Regions from separate parts of the Macaca mulatta genome. Here region 1 is linked to region 2. Evidence: chromatin contacts called from public Hi-C data. All regions are on one chromosome and are shown on one strand. The core of a region is the stretch at or near the end of the contact, and the rest is flanking DNA. Distances in the headings are between cores, read along the strand shown. Region 1 holds the start of KIF26B (kinesin family member 26B). Region 2 overlaps SMYD3 (SET and MYND domain containing 3).

Evidence for each region. Hi-C and Micro-C count contacts between places; a contact is called where the count stands out from the background.
Region 1: a Hi-C map of fetal cortical plate shows a contact between it and region 2, with 3 times the contacts expected there. The contact joins the promoter of KIF26B here to the enhancer-like site in region 2. A contact is called at or near these places in 7 of 14 Hi-C or Micro-C datasets (CD4 T cells, blood, fetal cortex germinal zone and 3 more).

The regions. Positions count from the first base shown.
Region 1 is chr1:3,948,869-3,953,560 of T2T-MMU8v2.0, reverse strand. It overlaps KIF26B (kinesin family member 26B), which reads left to right and starts at 3,084. Exons shown (of 15, transcript XM_015127721.3): 1 at 3,084-4,015. The coding sequence starts at 3,953.
Region 2 is chr1:3,070,600-3,075,106 of T2T-MMU8v2.0, reverse strand. All of the region lies in intron 5 of SMYD3 (SET and MYND domain containing 3), which reads right to left. Among named protein-coding and RNA genes, the nearest start is that of SMYD3, 500 kb to the right of the region's middle. Within about 2 kb of position 2,921, at least 2 of the 40 cell types and tissues checked have an H3K27ac peak or open chromatin away from gene starts, as enhancers often do. A contact at or near this core is called in fetal cortical plate, where this site is marked.

The DNA.
Region 1 (4,692 bases), core at 1,835-4,334, 880 kb before region 2:
TTCAGTCTGTAAAGAGGTAAAAATGGAAATAATGAACAGAGTTTCAATAACCTATAAGACAATATCAAGCACTGTAATAACAAACATGTAATTGGTGTCTCAGAAGGAGAGGAAAAAGAGAGAACAGGGCGGAAAAAAATATTTGAATAAATAGTGGCTGAAAATCCCCCAAATTTGGTAAAAAACTTACAGATCAATTTATAGATCCTAGAAATTCAGCAAACCCTAACCAGGATAAATACAAAAAGTAACACATATAGAAATATTATAGTCAAATTACTCAAAATCAGAGGCAAAGAAAGAATCTTCAAAGAACTCAGAGAAAAAAAGACACATTACCTACAGGAGAATGTCCATATGAATCACTGCTGACCTCTCATCAGAAACAAGGAAGGCCAAAAAGCAATGAATGACATCCTCAGAGGGTTGAAAGAAAAACAACTGTCAATCAGGAATTCTACATCTAGTTAAACTATTCTTCAAACACAAAAGTGAAACAAAGACATTTTCAGACAAGCAGCATCTGAGAGAATATGTTGCCAGGAGACCCTCGCTATAAGAAACACTAAAAGAAATGACCCAGTTAGAAACCTGGCTCTAAAGGCTAAATAAATAAATAAATAAATAAAGAGTCCCAGACATGATAAAACCGGGTAAATATAAAAAACTTAAAATTTTCTAGTGTCACTGAAAGGCAACAGATTGTTTAAAGTAAAATTGATAAGATTGTATTGTGGGTTTTATAATGCATGTAGATGGAAAATATATCAAATTAGTAGCACAAAGTCAGAAGGTAAGATGGAGTGGCTGCAAGTTACATTTTAGGTGAAGCGGCGCCGTGTTAACTGTAAGTAGCCTATGAAATGTTAAAGATTCATATTATAGGCCGGGTATGGTGGTTTCATGCCATAATTCCAGCACTTTGGAAGGTGGAGGTGGGAAGACAGCTTGAACTCAGGAGCTTGAGACCAGCCTTGGCAACACAGGGAAACCTCGTCTCTACTTAAAAAAAAATTAGCCCGATGTGGTGGTGTGCACCTGTAGTCCCAGCTACTAGGGAGGCTGAGGAGAGAGGATCCTCTGAGCCTGGGAGATGGAGGCTGCCGTCAGCCATAATAGCGCCACTGCACTCTAGCCCAGGCAACAGAGTGAGCTCCTGCCTCAAAAAAAAAAAAAAAAAAAAAAAAAAAAAATCCATATTATAATCATGAGAGCTAAAAAGCCAACAGAGAGGTGAAACTGGAACACTGAAAAGTTATTCAATTAACAAAAAAAGGCATGAGAGACAGAGAATGAAACAGAGTACAGACAGAAAACAGACCCATACTAGCAACAACATGAAACTCAAAAACCTGTGTTAAGTTTAAAAAGCCAAACCCAAAAGAGTCCATGCTGTACGCATTCTATGAATTAAAACCTTCCAGATCAGTCCAGAACAGTAGTTTCTTAGGAGAGGTGGGGATTGCCTGGGAAAAGGCAGATAACCTTCAAGAGGGACAGGAATTTATAGATGTTGATTGAGGTGGCGGCCTACGCAGAGTACACGTTTATCAAAATTCATAGAACTGAACAATTAAAATGTGTGCATTTCATCTTATGTACATACATTTTACATAAACATCAATTTTTGAAAGCTTCTTAAAAACTCTTGCAGAGCCTCCGGTTGTAAACTTGGATCAACAGAGGGCGCTCGGAGCCCACCAAAGAAGCTCTGGGCCCCCAGCTACTTAGAGATGCAAACCAGAGCAGCTCTGGGCTCCCCGGTCTCCAAGGTGGATCGCGCAGCTCCCCAACACTCCCCCCTCGACGCCCCACCTTGCCCACCCGCGGCCTCGCCGGCTCGTTTCTACCACACGCTGCTTTTTGGCTGATAAGCGGCGCGTGGCCAATGGCGATGATGTGTTCCGCGGAACCTACGCGGAATACAGATGCGGGTGGGAGCTGGGGCGTGCTGCCTGGAGGTGTACCTGTCCCCTAAGGTCCCCTATTGATAGCATCGCTTTAAAATTGGAAGTGGGAACGTAATGGAAACGTCCACTCTGTTCTTGACATCTTCATTTTGACCTTTTTACCTCGCTTTGGTGGCTGCGAAATATTCCCACGCAGGAGCTGGAGCCGGGGAGGAGGGGGGCAGAGCACGAGAGGCACAGAAGAAATTCTCCCCGAGGAAGGCAGAGTGGGGGTGTGGCCCCAGGCTTCCAGAACCCCGAACCTTTGTCTTCCTGCCCCCTCCTGCCTCGTCCACAGCTCAGAAGGAAGCCAGCGACCAGAAAGCCCTGAACGTCCTTCGCGCTCTCGCCCACCCCCGGGCTGGGGCTCCCCGCGGGCGCGGAGATGCCATTACACCCCGCGTGATCCCCACGCCGGGCCGGTCCTTCCAGGGGCGTCTCGCGGGGTGTTAATTAAAGGTCACAACAAAACAGACCTGCTGGCTCACCAGAAGTAATGTCCTCCCGGGAAATGAAAAATGACACCCCAGAGCAGCCACGTGTGGAGCCTGGCGTACGCCGGCTTCCTGCGCTCCTGGGCGCTGCTCCGGGGGACTGGGGGGGCGATCGGAGAGGGAGCGATGACGGGGTGCTCCGGAGACCCCGCGGGGCCCAGGCGCAGGAAGAAACGGGCGGCGGGGGGCGAGGGGGCTGATCCCCCGCAAGGAGAGGCCAAGGCCGGCTCGCGCCACACCCCCTCTCCAGGCCAGAGTCGTCCGCGTGCAGCGCGGCGAAGCCCTCAGTTTCCCCTGCCCGGCAGCGGCCCGCTGGGTCCCCAGGCTCACCTGTCCCAGTCCCGGGCGGCTTAGTCCGTCACAGACCGGGGCTCGGGCGGGCGGGGGACCAAGGGCCCTAGTCCGGCGGCTGCGGTCGGGGAGGGTGGCCCCCGGCCGGCCCGGGGTCGGTAGGGCCATTCCAGAAAAGGTTTGCCGGGCAGGTCTCCGAGAACAAAGGGCGGGGGGAGGACCCGGCATGTTTGTGGACTTGTTTGTGACTCAATCCCTTCTGCACGGCGTTTCAAAGACAGACCTGCAAGCCTTGTCAGGAAGAGAAAGAACTTGGGGGCGGGGGAGGCTGGAGCGCCGCATTTCCGTCCAGCCGCGCTCGCTCGCGCGGCCCCTGAGCTCCAGGCTCGCGCAGCGGCGTTTCATTAGAGCCCCGGGCCCGGGCGGCGCGCCAGGAACTTCCCCGCACGCAGCGAGAGCGACGAGCCCCCGCCCCCGCCCCCGCCCCGGCCCGGCTCCAGGCCTCGCACTGTCAGGCACGAGCGCCGCCACATAAAATGGATCCCAGCCGGCGCGGCGAGGGCGGCAGGTTCCCGAGGCTCCTCCGCGCCGCGCCCGGGCGCACACGCGCGCTCTGACCGCCGGCCGCTCCCGGGCCCTGCGGAGCCGCCCCTCTCCCGGCCCTCGCGCAACTGTCAGGCGAAACGGGCCGGCGGATATTGGCTCGGCGACACGCCGAGGCTCCTCCCCGAGTCTGGATCTTTATATTTTGGGAGAATTTCTTTGAACTCAGTTACCAAGCTCGGTGAAGGAGACAAGTTCCCACCGCCGGCTCGGCTGGGCTCGGCTCGCCCAGCCCATCTTCCCGCGGCGGCCGCGAGCCCCGATCGTATCCCTCCCTGCCCTCGTGGGGGAGCACGGACCGACTTGCCTGAAGAAAATGCCAGTGCTGTGGTTGTGACCGTGACAAGAGAACGTGCAGCTGGAGCAGGCAGACGGGGATGAGGAAAAGCATGCTTTGAAGAGAAGAATAAACCCGCGACCCCAACCCTTTCTGCACGTTGGTGCTATTACTTGTGGGGTCCGTTTGCTCTCGTTCCCTCCCGCCCCACCGCGGAAGAAACCTTGCCTTGAGGGCTGAGAGCCAGCCCCCTGCAGCCGGGCGACGCTTCTGGGTCTGAGGACCTTCGGATGTAGCGTTGGTGGAACCTTCAGATACTCTCCTCTGGAAAAGCCACCATGAATTCGGTAGCTGGGAATAAAGAGAGGCTTGCGGTCTCCACCAGGGGCAAGAAATACGGGGTAAGTAGTGACGGTACGACGCGGAGGCGCGTTACCAGACCCATCTCGGCGGGGGTCCCCCTTTCCCCGGGATCGTGCGGCCCCGGCCCCGAGCTCTCCCCGCTGCAGAGGCGCCCCCGGGGCTGGCGGGGCTGTGAGTGCGCGGAGGCGGGTCTGCAGCGGGGACGCCCGCACACTCGCCTCGCTCTCGGAATTTTTTCAGTCCTCTCGTTCCTTCCTTTCCCCGCACTCGTAACTTTTGCGGCATTCCTGCGCTTCTAGGCGGAGTGAAGCCGAAGGGGAGGGTTTCCCATGAATGCTTGGCCGTACCTCGGATCGTTTAGTTGGAGCCGGGAGAGCCTCTCGTTTACCTGCAGTATCCGGAGAGTTGGACCCCGTAGGAATAAAAACCCTGAAATCACAGCCCTCCCCCTACCCCCCATAGGGTCTTCCAGGATTTCGTTCCTGGGGTATTGCTGGAATAGGTGCCGGCTTCAAAAGCGTGGGGCACTGAACCTGTGGGTCCCCCCTGGCCTTGCAGAAGCCGTGGAGACCGCCCCGAGCGAGTCCTCGTCCTGACCCCAGGAGGAGGCCACCCGGGACCAGCGCAGGGGTCACCCGGGCGGCGGGGACTCACTTAAGGACAATTAACGAGACAGATGGAGGGCGATTTGGCCGCAGGGCTTGGAGAGGTCCTC
Region 2 (4,507 bases), core at 1,672-4,171:
ATGGTGGCACACGGCTGTAATCCCAGCTACGAGGGAGGCTGAGGCAGGAGAATCACTTGAACCCAGGGGGTGGAGGTTGCAGTGAGCCGAGATCACGCCACTGCACTCCAGCCTGTGAAACAGAGCAAGCCTCCATCTCAAAAAACAAACAAACAAACAAAAAAAAAAAACAAAAAAAAAAAACTATTTTTAAAACTAACAGCGGAAATCGTGTTTGTGAATGTCATAAGAAGTTTCTTTCCTTCTTATAGCTCTCTGTTGAGAAACAATACAGAATCATATGTTCTGTCTATTGGGGCAACAATTCAATCACAGCAGGATAAAAATGGACTTTTAAAAAGTGACCCCTGCTCTTGTTTTCTCCTCCCCTTCATCAGTTCACTACAAGCCCCGAGCGGAGACGGAGCTTCTCCGCGCAGAGAAAGACCTAAAGCTCTAGCATGATGTACTCATCGATAAGAGTTGATCAACACGTATCCAGAGCCCAGTGATGCCAGGAAGAAAGCCTAAACACAATGTAATCAACTCCCTCTCTCTTTTCTTCATTTCCTACAACTTTGGTTTACCCACAAATGAGTGCTTGCAGGAGAAATCTGAGTGCATTTTTGGCAAGCAGCTCACTGAATTATCTTTGCTTATTCATCAAATGAACAGTGTGATGGAGAAAGTCCAAATAGGAAAGACAAGGGGAAGCGGGAAAAAGTTAATTTCCCATCCCAAAATATTTCTTGGATTAAAAGGCAAACTCATCCAATCTTAAGGTTTAGAGGGCTGAAATAATTGTTCCATGATGTAGCTGTTAGAAGGCATTAGATTTTAACTATGGCATGGTGTCTGTGGATATCTGTGTCATCAATTTAGATATTATGTGCTGAATATCAAAAACATTAAGCTAAGGAAGGTTAAGGAAAGATGGTGTTTCCTCAAGGAAAGCTGTGTTTATCCTAGTTTGTCTCTCCCAGGAAAATTTGGATACTTCCTTTCATAGGAAGGACATATAACACGCTTCCAGAGTCACGAGGCTTGAAGACGGCCGAAGACGTCATCTCGTCTCCACATGCGGCCCAGGAAGAGTAAATTCTAGCACCACGTTGGGACTAGAAATCTACATTGTAAATCGTATTACCGATTTAGAGATCTAATGGCGTATGAGCAAGACAGGTTTCAAACGCATCGACAAAATAACAGGCAGAAGGAGCCTCAAAACTTTTCCAACCTGAATTCCCCATTTCACAGGTGGGGAAATCAAGGCCCTGAGAGCTGAAGAACTCGCCAAAGGTTGAAAAACACTCCTCAAACACCACCTTCCTCCTCTCTGGGACTTCATATTATTTCATTTTCTTTTACTATTCTGCCTGAGCTTTGACTTTCTTGAATTTTAAATACCAATATAGAAATCAACAGCTGGTGTCAATCCTCAATAAGATGACTGAAAGTTTATTCCTCATGGTTTAGCATGGTCAGAAAGTGAACACTACAGGTTTGGTCTATGTGCCTGTAAAATTTAGAAAAAGGATGTAAAAAGGAGGGAGAATTTAAAAACCACCTAGACCATTGCCAACGCTGTGAGTGGGAATTCCTCCTCACAAAGGGCCTGGTGCAAGCTCCCTCTTAGTTAGCTGCCTTCTGACCCTAGTTTTCAACAGAGTTCATTAACTCTGTTACAACCACTAAATTATGCCGTGGTAATTCACATAGGAGAAGGGCATAACTAATTAATATGGGTGGGGGGGCACAGGTTCTAGCATTAAAGTGGATTGATAACTCACTGAAATCCGCATGATCACACACAAACCCCTTATCTTGCTAAGTTTATGCTTGTTCCACTACACAAACTGAATACCAGCTCTTAGTACCCTCAATAGCTACCCTTTCCTCACTTCAGAAGAACTAAGCTTCTCATCCGACACCCAAATGAAACCGGTATTGGCTCTCAGTATCATTATCCACTGATATTGGCTACCAATTGCTTGCTCGGTGACTGAACATAAGCCACTGACGCTAGCCCCCAGTACTTTCCTACCTTTTCATCCACCATTAGCACAAGAAGAGAAATTCCTTTTTTGTCTTTTTGAAGGAAAAACTATACAAAATAGAAAGCCTTGGGCTCCATTATATAAAGCGTTGGAAACCACACACAATGACAATAAAGACCCAAGCATGTTTTCAGTAAGTTATTTTCCTCTTATTTCACACTGTGAAAACCCACATTGGATAGACTATTTTATAGCAAACGTAGCGGGCTATATCAATAAATAAGGAGCTAGAGTTTCCATGTGAGGAGAGAGGAGAAATCTACTCCCAGCATTTGCCCCCTTCACGGGTGCAACAGAACTCGGAGCAGTTCTCCGGTTTAAACAACAGGTGGCAGTGTCATTTCTACATTTTCCCTGGCAAGAAACCTTTGCAGTTTGTGATTCACCTTCCAGGAGGCATTAACAGTTTTGTAACCGCCTCTATGGATAGCGTGTGCATATGTTCCTATGTAGTAAATGCAAATGCATGCAGGCAAACATTGAGATTTGTGTAAATGCAGTTTTACCAAGTGCCACTCTCCCCATCCCCACGCCCCTCCCCCACAATAGTCGATGCACAGGCATCATTTCCCTGGAGGAAACAGCACAGCAGGGAAAAGGCAGAAGGAAAGTCGACTCCACCACATATGTTCTGATCCTCGATTATCATACACTTGTCTGTCACCCACCCGTTGCTGCCACACACACAACAGAAAGGATACGTTACAAGGTCCTGGGGCACACTTTAGGAAACTGACTGAGAACGCGAAGTTCTGAGAAACCTTAATTCACATCAGGAAAAAGCACTTTACTGACTATTTTTGGTAGGCGCTGCTTTCACTCTTCTGCTACAAAAGAGCCATGCTTAATAAGTGAAAGGAACCAACAGAAACGGGAAATATATTTCCACAAGGAAAACACAGAATTCAGGACAATTCTCACATGTGCTGAGAAAACAAGCCGCATTTCCTAGGGTTTTTGTGTGAGCTTCAAATAGGAGAAAAGTGCCATGTCAAGAATCCCTCGTTCAATACCTATAGCTCAGGTTTTAATGCACATGCATTATTTTATTTTAATATTATTTTTGAGATAGAGTCTCACTCTGTCATACCAGCTAGAGTGAAGTAGCACGATCTTGGCTCACTGCAACCTCCACCTCCTGGGTTCAAGTGATTCTAGTACCTCAGCCTCCCGAGTACCTGGGATTACAGGCACGTGTCACCATGTCCAGCTAATTTTTGTATTTTTAGTAGAGACCAGGCTTCACCATATTGTCCAGGCTGGTCTCAACCTCCCAACGTCAAGTGATCCATCTGCCTCAGCCTCCCAAAGTGCTGGGGCTACAGGCGTGAGCCACCGCGCCTGGCCACATAATTTTATTAGGTAGCAGCAGGTACTCTGTGATTTCTAGCCTATAATGCAACAGTTATTGGTTTGATATGTTACATTTATTTAATTTTGAGTCTGTGGAGTTTTTTTTAAGAGCAATTTAACGATGAAAATCTTGTCAATGCAGCAGGGATGAGATCAAACTGACTGATGGGTGAATCAGCAGCCTAAAGGGACATGCCAGGCATCAGACGGTCTGGCACGTGTAGCTGGAGAAGTACTCGACAATGTATTTTGTATAAAAGACGATGAGCAGATACGCAGAGAATTACACAGAAAATAATCAGCTGCACTAGAAAGAGGTGATGTGCGTTTTTTTGTCCTGTCCCTGTCACATAGCATCGAATGTCCACATTCCTGCTTTCTGGGAAGAGAGGGCTGGAAAAGTAGCTTCTGGTACAAGAAGAAGCAGCTTTCTGGTACATGGTACACGGAATCTTATTGTTTTATACATAGAAAAAGGAGGTTACAGAGGAAAAACTTAAAACACATCACCTGGAGTTCGGAGGCATTGGAGGGATTTGGCTTTCATCAGCAATTTTGCATTAAAAGCAAGTATCTGTCAGCCGGGCACGGCGGCTCACACCTGTAATCCCAGCACTTTGGGAGGCCAAGGCGGGCGGATCACGAGGTCGAGAGATGGAGACCATCCTGGCCAACATGGTGAAACCCCGTCTCTACTAAAAATACAAAACTTAGCTGGGCGTGGTGGCGCAGGCCTGTAGTCCCAGCTACTCAGAAGGCTGAGACAGGAGAATCACTTGAGCCCAGGAGGTGGAGGTTGCAGTGAGCTGAGATCATGCTCAAAAAAAAAAAAAAAAAAAAAAAAAGCCAAGTTCCTGTGGTAAGCAACACATGGTGAAGTGCAGCCCACATGATTTCCTGGTGACCAGGTAATGCTGCACTTGTGCTTTCTGTAGGAAGTGGGGTTTCATGAAATAGCATGAACTATGAACTATGAACTATGAACCAAGAGTCATGGACTTACCGCTGACTCTAGGACTTAGTAGTGTGGCTAATTAGAGTCGCAATATTAATCTCTCCAGGTCTCCGCAACATGGTGAATGATACCATAACAGATCTTTCTAAAGCTATTGTGGATA